Regions from separate parts of the Capra hircus genome. Here region 1 is linked to region 2. A link is a contact called in public Hi-C data. All regions are on one chromosome and are shown on one strand. The core of a region is the stretch at or near the end of the contact, and the rest is flanking DNA. Distances in the headings are between cores, read along the strand shown.

The links. Hi-C and Micro-C count contacts between places; a contact is called where the count stands out from the background.
Region 1: a contact with region 2 is called in a Hi-C map of liver, with 5 times the contacts expected there. The contact joins two enhancer-like sites. A contact is called at or near these places in 3 of 5 Hi-C or Micro-C datasets (blood and liver).

The regions. Positions count from the first base shown.
Region 1 is chr1:69,105,841-69,109,721 of ARS1.2, reverse strand. It overlaps MUC13 (mucin-13), which reads left to right. Exons shown (of 12, transcript XM_005675237.3): 10 at 1-17; 11 at 2,592-2,787. The coding sequence ends at 2,787. Among named protein-coding and RNA genes, the nearest start is that of ITGB5, 20 kb to the right of the region's middle. Within about 2 kb of position 1,816, at least 2 of the 5 cell types and tissues checked have an H3K27ac peak or open chromatin away from gene starts, as enhancers often do.
Region 2 is chr1:68,982,320-68,986,461 of ARS1.2, reverse strand. It overlaps ITGB5 (integrin beta-5), which reads left to right. Exons shown (of 15, transcript XM_018045853.1): 11 at 1,932-2,154. Among named protein-coding and RNA genes, the nearest start is that of UMPS, 73 kb to the right of the region's middle. Within about 2 kb of position 2,756, at least 3 of the 5 cell types and tissues checked have an H3K27ac peak or open chromatin away from gene starts, as enhancers often do.

The DNA.
Region 1 (3,881 bases), core at 567-3,066, 120 kb before region 2:
CTCATCGTCTCAATGAGGTATATGGGACAAAGTGTCCCTTTCTTGGGTCACAGCACCGTCAGCACTACACTCTGGTTTCCAAACACACCCAGCCTTTCCCAGGCAACAGAAGGAAAATAAGGCGAGACCTCTCTAATACCATTGACCTTTTATCATCAGAACTTTCTTCTGACTCTATAAGCTACACATGAGTCACTGAAGAAAATAGAACATGTGTAAGAGAGCAGAATAAAAAAATCACCCACAAAACCCACCACCCTGAAACAACCAACATTTTGGCATACATCCTTCTAGGTTTTTGGCTACTGTTTAAAATGAATTTTGTATCTTTTGTGCTTTAAAATTTTTTGTTGAGATTTGTTTTTGCTTAATACTATAAAGTGACATCAGTGTTAGTTGCTCAGTAGTGTCTGACTCTGTGACCCCATGGGTTGTTAGCCCGCCAGGCTCCTCTGTCCAGGGGAGTGGGTGGCCATTCCCTTCTCCAGGGGATCTTCCCAAGCCTGGGACTGAACCCAGGTCTCCTGCATTGTAGGCAGATTCTTCACCATCTGAGCCACCAGGGAAGCCTATAAAGTGACACAGCAACCATTTTCTGAGGTCATTAAAAACGCTCTGGGTAGTTTGGGTATTTCTGAGCATGCACCACTCATTCTCCTTGTTTGCCCTACAATAAACCTTTATCTGCTCAAAAAAAAAAAAAAAACCCGAAAAACCAAAACCAAAACAAAAAATATTTTGTTAGCAATATTTAACTCCATTGATATTGTCAAATATAATTTTCATCAAGTCACCCCTTCCCAGAATCTCTCTGCAAATAGCCTAACATCCCTGGTGGTCAGATGATGAAGAATATGCCTACAATGCAGGAGACCTGGGTTTGATCCCTGGGTTGGGAAGATCCCCTGGAGAAGGTCATGGCAACCCACTCCAGTATTCTTGTTTGGAGAATCCTATGGACAGAGGAGCCTGGTAGGCTACAGTCCATGGGGTCACAGAGTTGAACGTGACAGAGTGACTAACACAAGGACAAGGACACCTCACCTGAGCCTCCTGGGTTTTAAGTAGAAACATTATCTCTGCATGGTGTTTTTTCAGTTTGGTGCCTTAAGTGCCCTTTTTAAAAACTTAAGTAGGGTCCATTCATTCATTCTACATTTAGATAAAGTTCCCTCCATTAACAGGGATGGAATACTATCATCTATTCCATTCTAGATGTGCCAAGGGAGGAGCCACTCTGATTTAAAAAAATGAAAAGCTACTTTTTAAAAGTAGCATTTGGCTCATAGCTTATATTTTGGCAAATAGGTTTTCTTGCACTGTAATGTGAGAGGACAAATAGTTTTCATTCCTAAAATATTTTGTTTCTTCTTCTTTTTTTATTCCTTTTCACTCCATTTTGTTATTAACTCTTCCCCAGAGACTTGATTGCAAGGATGCCAAGCTGGGAACTGGGAACATGGCCTTCCCTTTCCCAGGGGGAGGGGGCCCAGGACATTCAGCTCCGGAGCAAGGCTGCCTCCTCCACGGAGAACCGGCTCACTGCCATGTCTCCAGGGCCCTCAGGGGCTGCAATAGAGCTGTGTCCCGGAACAGTCTTGGTTCTCAGTTCCCTCTTCCTGCTGCAGAGCCCGGTTTTGCTCTTAGCTCAGCCTTGGATTCATTTCTCCCGAAGCCCTCCAAGAATTAGAATTTCTTGCCCACTCTCAAGGGAAGGGAGCCTCTTCTCAGCCACCTTAGACAGGAGTGTTGTCACAGGGAGGAACTCTGTGGTGGGCTAGGCTGGCTATCAGGGTCAGCAGGCAAGTGGGTCGTCCTTTACAACACCCCAGGGCCTGAGAGTCACCCTTGGACCGCGCTGTGGCCTTCACGGATGCCTCTGGCCCTACCACCCACTCTAAGAGAGCAGCACTGTTGGTGACTGTGGGCCAGAAGGAAAGAATGGTCACGATCAGAGTTAACTGGCAGGGAGGCAAGTGCCTCCCTCGCCTCAAATCCTTCCACTTGGCACTGAATGCTTACATTTGAGGTCCTTGAGGGCTCGCAGCAGATCCTGGGAAACTTCTATTTTTCCTTGAGACCTTTATGCCGGAACTCGTCTTCTTCATTGAGGTGCTTCTATAGAATTGACTTTGCTTGAATGAAAAACTGTATTACAAATCATCCTTTTTCTTTAACTTTTACTATCATTTCCATAAGTAATTCAAAGGCACACTGACAAATACTAACATTATTAGCAAAATGTAATATGACAGGCAGAATTACTAATAGATGGTAATGTTGGATCAGGATAATATTCTGGTTTTGATGTTTACATGGAGCTTATGAGGTGAGTCAGGGAATCTACACTGAATGAAGTACTGAAGTATTACATCAGGTCTGTGGCTTATTCTTAAATGGTTCAGGAATGTTAACAGTTGGGAACTCTGGGTGACAGATGTATGGGAGCTTTGTGTAATTTTTTTTTTTTGTAACTTACATGTAAATTTGAAATTATTTTAAAAATTTACATATTGAAAAAAGAATATTAACATTTGCTTCAAGGAACTTGCCACCACTGTCAGATCCTAATTTCTGTTACCAATTAACAGGTTAAAGAACAAAGGCAGGGATGTAGAGGAAGAGACCTTGATTGAGAAGGACTCACACAATCTGAGACTCAAGGAGACTGGCTTTAGCAATCTAGGAGCAGAGGGGAGCATCTTCCCTAAGGTCAGGGTGAACCTGCCCAGAGACAGCCAGTCACAGAACCCCTACACAAGCCCCTACACCCTACCGGACTATTAGGTGAGTATTGTGTGCTTTCTATTTGCCTTTGTTAACTGAAATGCCCCAGGGCAGACTTGGGACCTGGCTACTATATCTGCAGCAGCCCTGGCTGCCCCGTAGACCTTTTTTTATTTTTCATCAGGAAGCTATTATAATTAGCCACCAGTGGGTCCCTAACAGTGACCATCTATGTGACTTTAGACACACCACTTAATTTCTCTCACCATCTATTTCCTCAGCTGTAAAAAGGGAAGCTTAATTCAGATGCCCTTAATGTCTCTTTAAATTATACATTTCTTGGGCTATAACTCCAGTGGTTGTGATAATTCCTAGGCTGCTGAAGGCCCTAGGACCCAACCTAGGTCTGGCCTGGGAAGGACTATTGGATGTAAGCATGGTTCTGTTTACATGGGTCCTTTCCAGCCAGCCCACATAAAGGCAAATCTCTCCTCTCCTCCCCACCCAGACCACAAGGCAACCTGGTCAATTTCTAAAGTAACAAGTGAGGCTGGTAATATTCTTTCCCTCCGGAGGACTTTCAAGGTGAATAGCTTGTTCTCCTGAGACTTGTGTTAGAGAATTGTAGCTGGCATTGCTCAGTGTGACCGAATGAAATACTGAAAGGAGAAAGCCTGTCAGAGGAGACTCCTGCAAGGAGTGACAAGACAGAAGGCAAAGGAGAAGGGGCCGGAGAAGAGGAGGGGGAAACAGAAGAGGCAAGGAGAAAAATGACTTGTTTAAAAGAGGAAGAGTGGGGAGAAAGAGGAAGAAGGAGGGGTGAGGCATCCCAGGAGAGAAGAAAAATAAAGAAGCTGAGGAGAAGGAGGACCTAGGAGGTTGAGGGAAGGGCCGGGGAAGGGGTCACAGCATCCCTGCTTCCCAGATTTGAGCTCAGCTTCTGCGGGTGGCCCGGGTGAGCAGGTCATCCTTTGAGAGTCTTAACGCACTTTGAATATTCTGGGAAAATCTGAATCGTTTTATTTTAAAATCTCATGGTTGATTTTCCTTTAATCATGGACTCTAAGTGTTTCATGTGTGCATGAAGGGGTGATTTGCACAAAGTGGGCCACCTGGGGTTGGACACAGGGTCTAGTCAGCAGTAGTCGAGAATG
Region 2 (4,142 bases), core at 1,507-4,006:
GCCTCGACACTGCCTGTGAAGTGTGTGTGTGTGGGGGTACTGTTGCCCAGTGCTGTGTCTGCCGGGGCTCTGCGTCCCTGGGCTGTGGTCCATGTGTGGGGGGTTTGAGGGGCTGGGGCTTGTAGGCTCCAGATGGCCACCCTTGTCTCCCGCAGGTCCCAGGCACTACAGTGAGGACTGGGCAGAGAGGGGGAGGGGGACAAGAAGGAAGTAGGGGTGAAGCGGCGCTCTGAAGTTAGGTCCTGACCTGAACTGTGGATCACACTTGCTGGGGGTCTCACAGAAGGTGCTGAGATCCAGCTCCCAGGATAGCTGACGCAGGAGTGGGAGCAGAATGCAAGCCCTCCCCCCACATCTGACACCATCCCCCGTCTGTCTGGTCTCCTGCTAGTGTGTCTGGATTCTCAGTAAATACAAATCCTTGGGCCTTTTGGTATCAGTCTTAGAAGAATGGCATGAGAAAGGAAAGTATGCTACAGTAGCACTGTAAGGAAGACTTTTTTTTAAAAAAAACTGCCCTTTATAGCATTGCTTTCCGCTGTGTTAGCACAGAGAACAGGAGATCCATGAACGGCCAGGCCCCCCTGGAGGCTGGCACTCCCCATGCGCCTCCCTGCCCAGCAGGTGCACGCATGTGCCTGGCGCACACAATCCTCTGAGCCCAGCAGCCCCCCTGCCCTTGATGCCTGCAGAGCTTGGAGGGGAGGTCCGGGCCCTCCTCCCTTGGAGGCTGCGGAACGGACAGGTCCCCCCTGCACGGGGGACCAGGGGGACCCTTAGCCAGTTCTCCTTGTGATTAGGGCCTACTCTGTCTCCTGAGAGGCTGCAGATCCTCAAGTTCAGACTGTGGGTCCTTGAGCCATACTCGTGGTTTGGCCACCCTCAAGCTGCTTCATCCTTCCATGTGTCGTTTTCATCACTTGTGAGCAGGGGATGGTTGTAAGAATTCTGCGAGTTGACGCTGTAAAGCCTGACACGTTCGTAGTGAGTTCAGCGTTAGCTGCTGGCGCCCTTGGCCCCTGCTCCTGAATCGTCCGCTCTGGCCACAGCTCCGGAGTCAGCATCTCACTGAGACTCGGAGACTGTGCGTGTGTGCGTTTCCGTTGCGGCTGTGACAGGTTACCACAAATGGGTGACTGAAGAGGACTCCAGTGTGTTCTCTTACAGCTCTGGAGGTCAGAGTCTGCCATGGTTCTCCCTGGCTACAGTGTCGGCACCGGGAGGCCCACACTCCCTGCCAAGGCTCCAGGGAGGCCCTTCCCTCACCTTTGCCATCTCACAGAGCTGCGCTCCTTGCATTCCTGGCTCCTCGAGGCCGCCGCCTCTGTCTCCAGAGCTGGCAGCACAGCATCTTGCCCCTCCTGGCCGCGGCCACCAGCTTCTGCAGTCAGATCTCCCCTTGGCTTACTCCTACACGGAACCCTTGTGATGGCACTTAGGGTCCCAGGGTAATCTGGCAGACTCTCCTCTGTCTCAAAATCCTTCACTTTATCACATTGCAAAGTCTCCTTTGCTATAGGGGGTCACTGCCACAGGCCCTGGGGCTGTTCGTCACATTAACTGGGGAGACAGGAAGAAGTTCTCTGGGGCCTTGGGCCCGGGGCACAACTTGGCCAAGATCTGGACCGACTTGGAGCAGCGTCCAGTGCAGGCAGACCACAAGCGCCGCCTGGGCGCCCTACTGTCACCTTGTGGTGGCACCAGGCCCTCTGTCTGCCCGGTCAGAGTCTGAGGGCCCAGCCCGTGTCTCATTCTGTCACATCCCCAGGGCCCAGCACGTGGCAGGCGCCAGCTTGGTTGTGTGTTCGTGCGAGGGCACAGCCCGTGCCTCACTCTGTCGCATCCCCAGGGCCCAGCACGTGGCAGGCGCCAGCTTGGTTGTGTGTCCGTGCAGGCAGGCAGGCACTGATGTGCGGTGTGTGTCCTTTTAGGCCACGGCGAGTGTCACTGCGGAGAATGCAAGTGTCACGCGGGTTACATCGGGGACAACTGTAACTGCTCGACAGACATCAGCACATGCCAGGCCAGGGACGGCCACATCTGCAGCGACCGTGGGCACTGCGTCTGCGGGCAGTGCCAGTGCACAGAGCCAGGCGCCTTTGGGGAGACGTGTGAGAAGTGCCCAACCTGCCCTGATGCCTGCAGCACCAAGAGGTAAAGCCCCCACCCCAGCTTCTCCCGCAGACCATCCTGCCATCTGGCCAGTCAGCCTCCAGGGCCACCAGGCTCTCACTCCCCCTCTCCCACACCTTGCCCATGCAGCCTTGCAGGAGAATGAAACTCTTACTCACATGAACTAGAATAGGGCCTTTGAGGCTCTGGTTCCATGGAGACTTTGTAAAAACAAAACAAAACAACAAAAAGCAAGACTGTTATTCAAGTTTAGAAATTACCAGATTACTAGGTTAGATGATATTGAATTGATTTTGATACCAAAATAGCATCTTCTTGAGCCTTTAGTGTGTCACTGAGTATTTCAAAAGGACATTCAGCATGCATGTTTTTTCCAAATTAATTTGACCTTCCCCATTAACATCTCCCAGTGTTTCACAGGCCACCTTCCCTGTATAGAAACTACTGCTTTAAACAAAACATCATCAGAAGGTAAATTGGACAGGAGGGCACCCGACCTAGATAAGCCATGCCAGGAACAAACCGCAGTGGCTTTTGAATTTTCTGCTCCATTTGTACAGATAATGGAGCGAGTCTCCATGCTGCTGCTGAATGCAGAGATTGTCCAGATACAGGCTCCAGGCCTCCACTGACCCAGCCACAGGGTCACGTTCCCCAGTTGACCTCCTCGCAGCTCTGCCCTCCACATTCTGCCGGAGCACAAATGAGAGGGAATGAAAGAGAGCAGGGAGTTATGGCATCGGGAAAGCAAGAGTGACAGCTTGCCTTGATTTTGCTAGAGAAACAGCTGCGCCATCGTCATCCTTGTGCTGAGGGGCCAGGAGGGAGGGGCGCAGATAATCAGAAACAAGTAATAATACAGACGTTGTTTCCTTTTGGCTGGGAGATGCAACTGTGCAATTTTTTTTGGCAGATATCCCTTCCAAATGCCTGGCCCAGGCTCCTAATGAGAGGAGGTCATGATCCCCGAGTGGCTGGGGCTGCCGGTCAGTCTGAACTCAGAAACGTTCTGGGTGGCAGAGCCCCTGTCTGGACATTTGCCACAAATAATCCAGGCGTGGGTAATTGAAAGCTGGCCGCAGATGGAGAGACAAGACAGACAGGGCCAGATTTTATTTTGTGTAATTAGAGGGAAGCCAAGCAGAGTAAGGGAAGAGAAACACAGATCCACTGTAGACCTGCTGAGAGTGGAGAAATAGCAGAAATGCAAACGGAAACATCCCCGGGGAGGAGGTTAGGATCCTGGGGCCGGAGCCCACATAGCTGTGGCCATCTGAGCCTGGACTCTCGGCCATTATCAACATGCAACGCCTGAGGGAGGCACCCTCCCCCCAGCTCCCACCAGCAGAACCCTTCTGAGTCTGTGCTCCCAGACCTTGGGGCATGTGAGGCTGTTGGGAGGTGGGGATGAAGCTAGGACAATACGCGTGGAACCAATAAAAGCAGATAAAACCTGTTTCTTTGCCTTCCTCTGGAGCAGCAAAGCAATAAAGGGTTGGCTTAGGTCAGGTAAAAGGCGCTTGGGAAGACAGCCTTAGCTTTAAATGTTTAAAGCATTCATTTCTAAGAAGACATGGATTTTTTTTTTTGGTTGTTGTTATCCATTCAGCAACACCAAAGGAGCAAGGAGAGCAAAGAGGTGCCATCAAGGAACCTCAGTATTCCTTCTTGCTTGTCTCTGGGCCACACTGACACTGCCTTTTCACAGCCTTCTTGTAACTTAAAAAAAAACAAACAAAATGAAGTCCCTTTGATAGTGCCTCATTTCAGGCTGTTTCTCTGCTCACTGCTTTGCTGAGAACCACCAGGTTTCCAATGTCTTATGTCCGTTTCTTTTCCCCTCTGGTACTTCAGAGCAGGCAATCTCCACTTTCTAGAACTAACCAAACACACCCTTCACCTTGGGTGAGTTCATATTCAGCCTCAGCTGATTTCAATTAACAGACTCCCTGAGCAGAGTCTGTCTCAGCAGCTTGTTTGTTTAAAGGCCAGACTTATGTTAATACGTG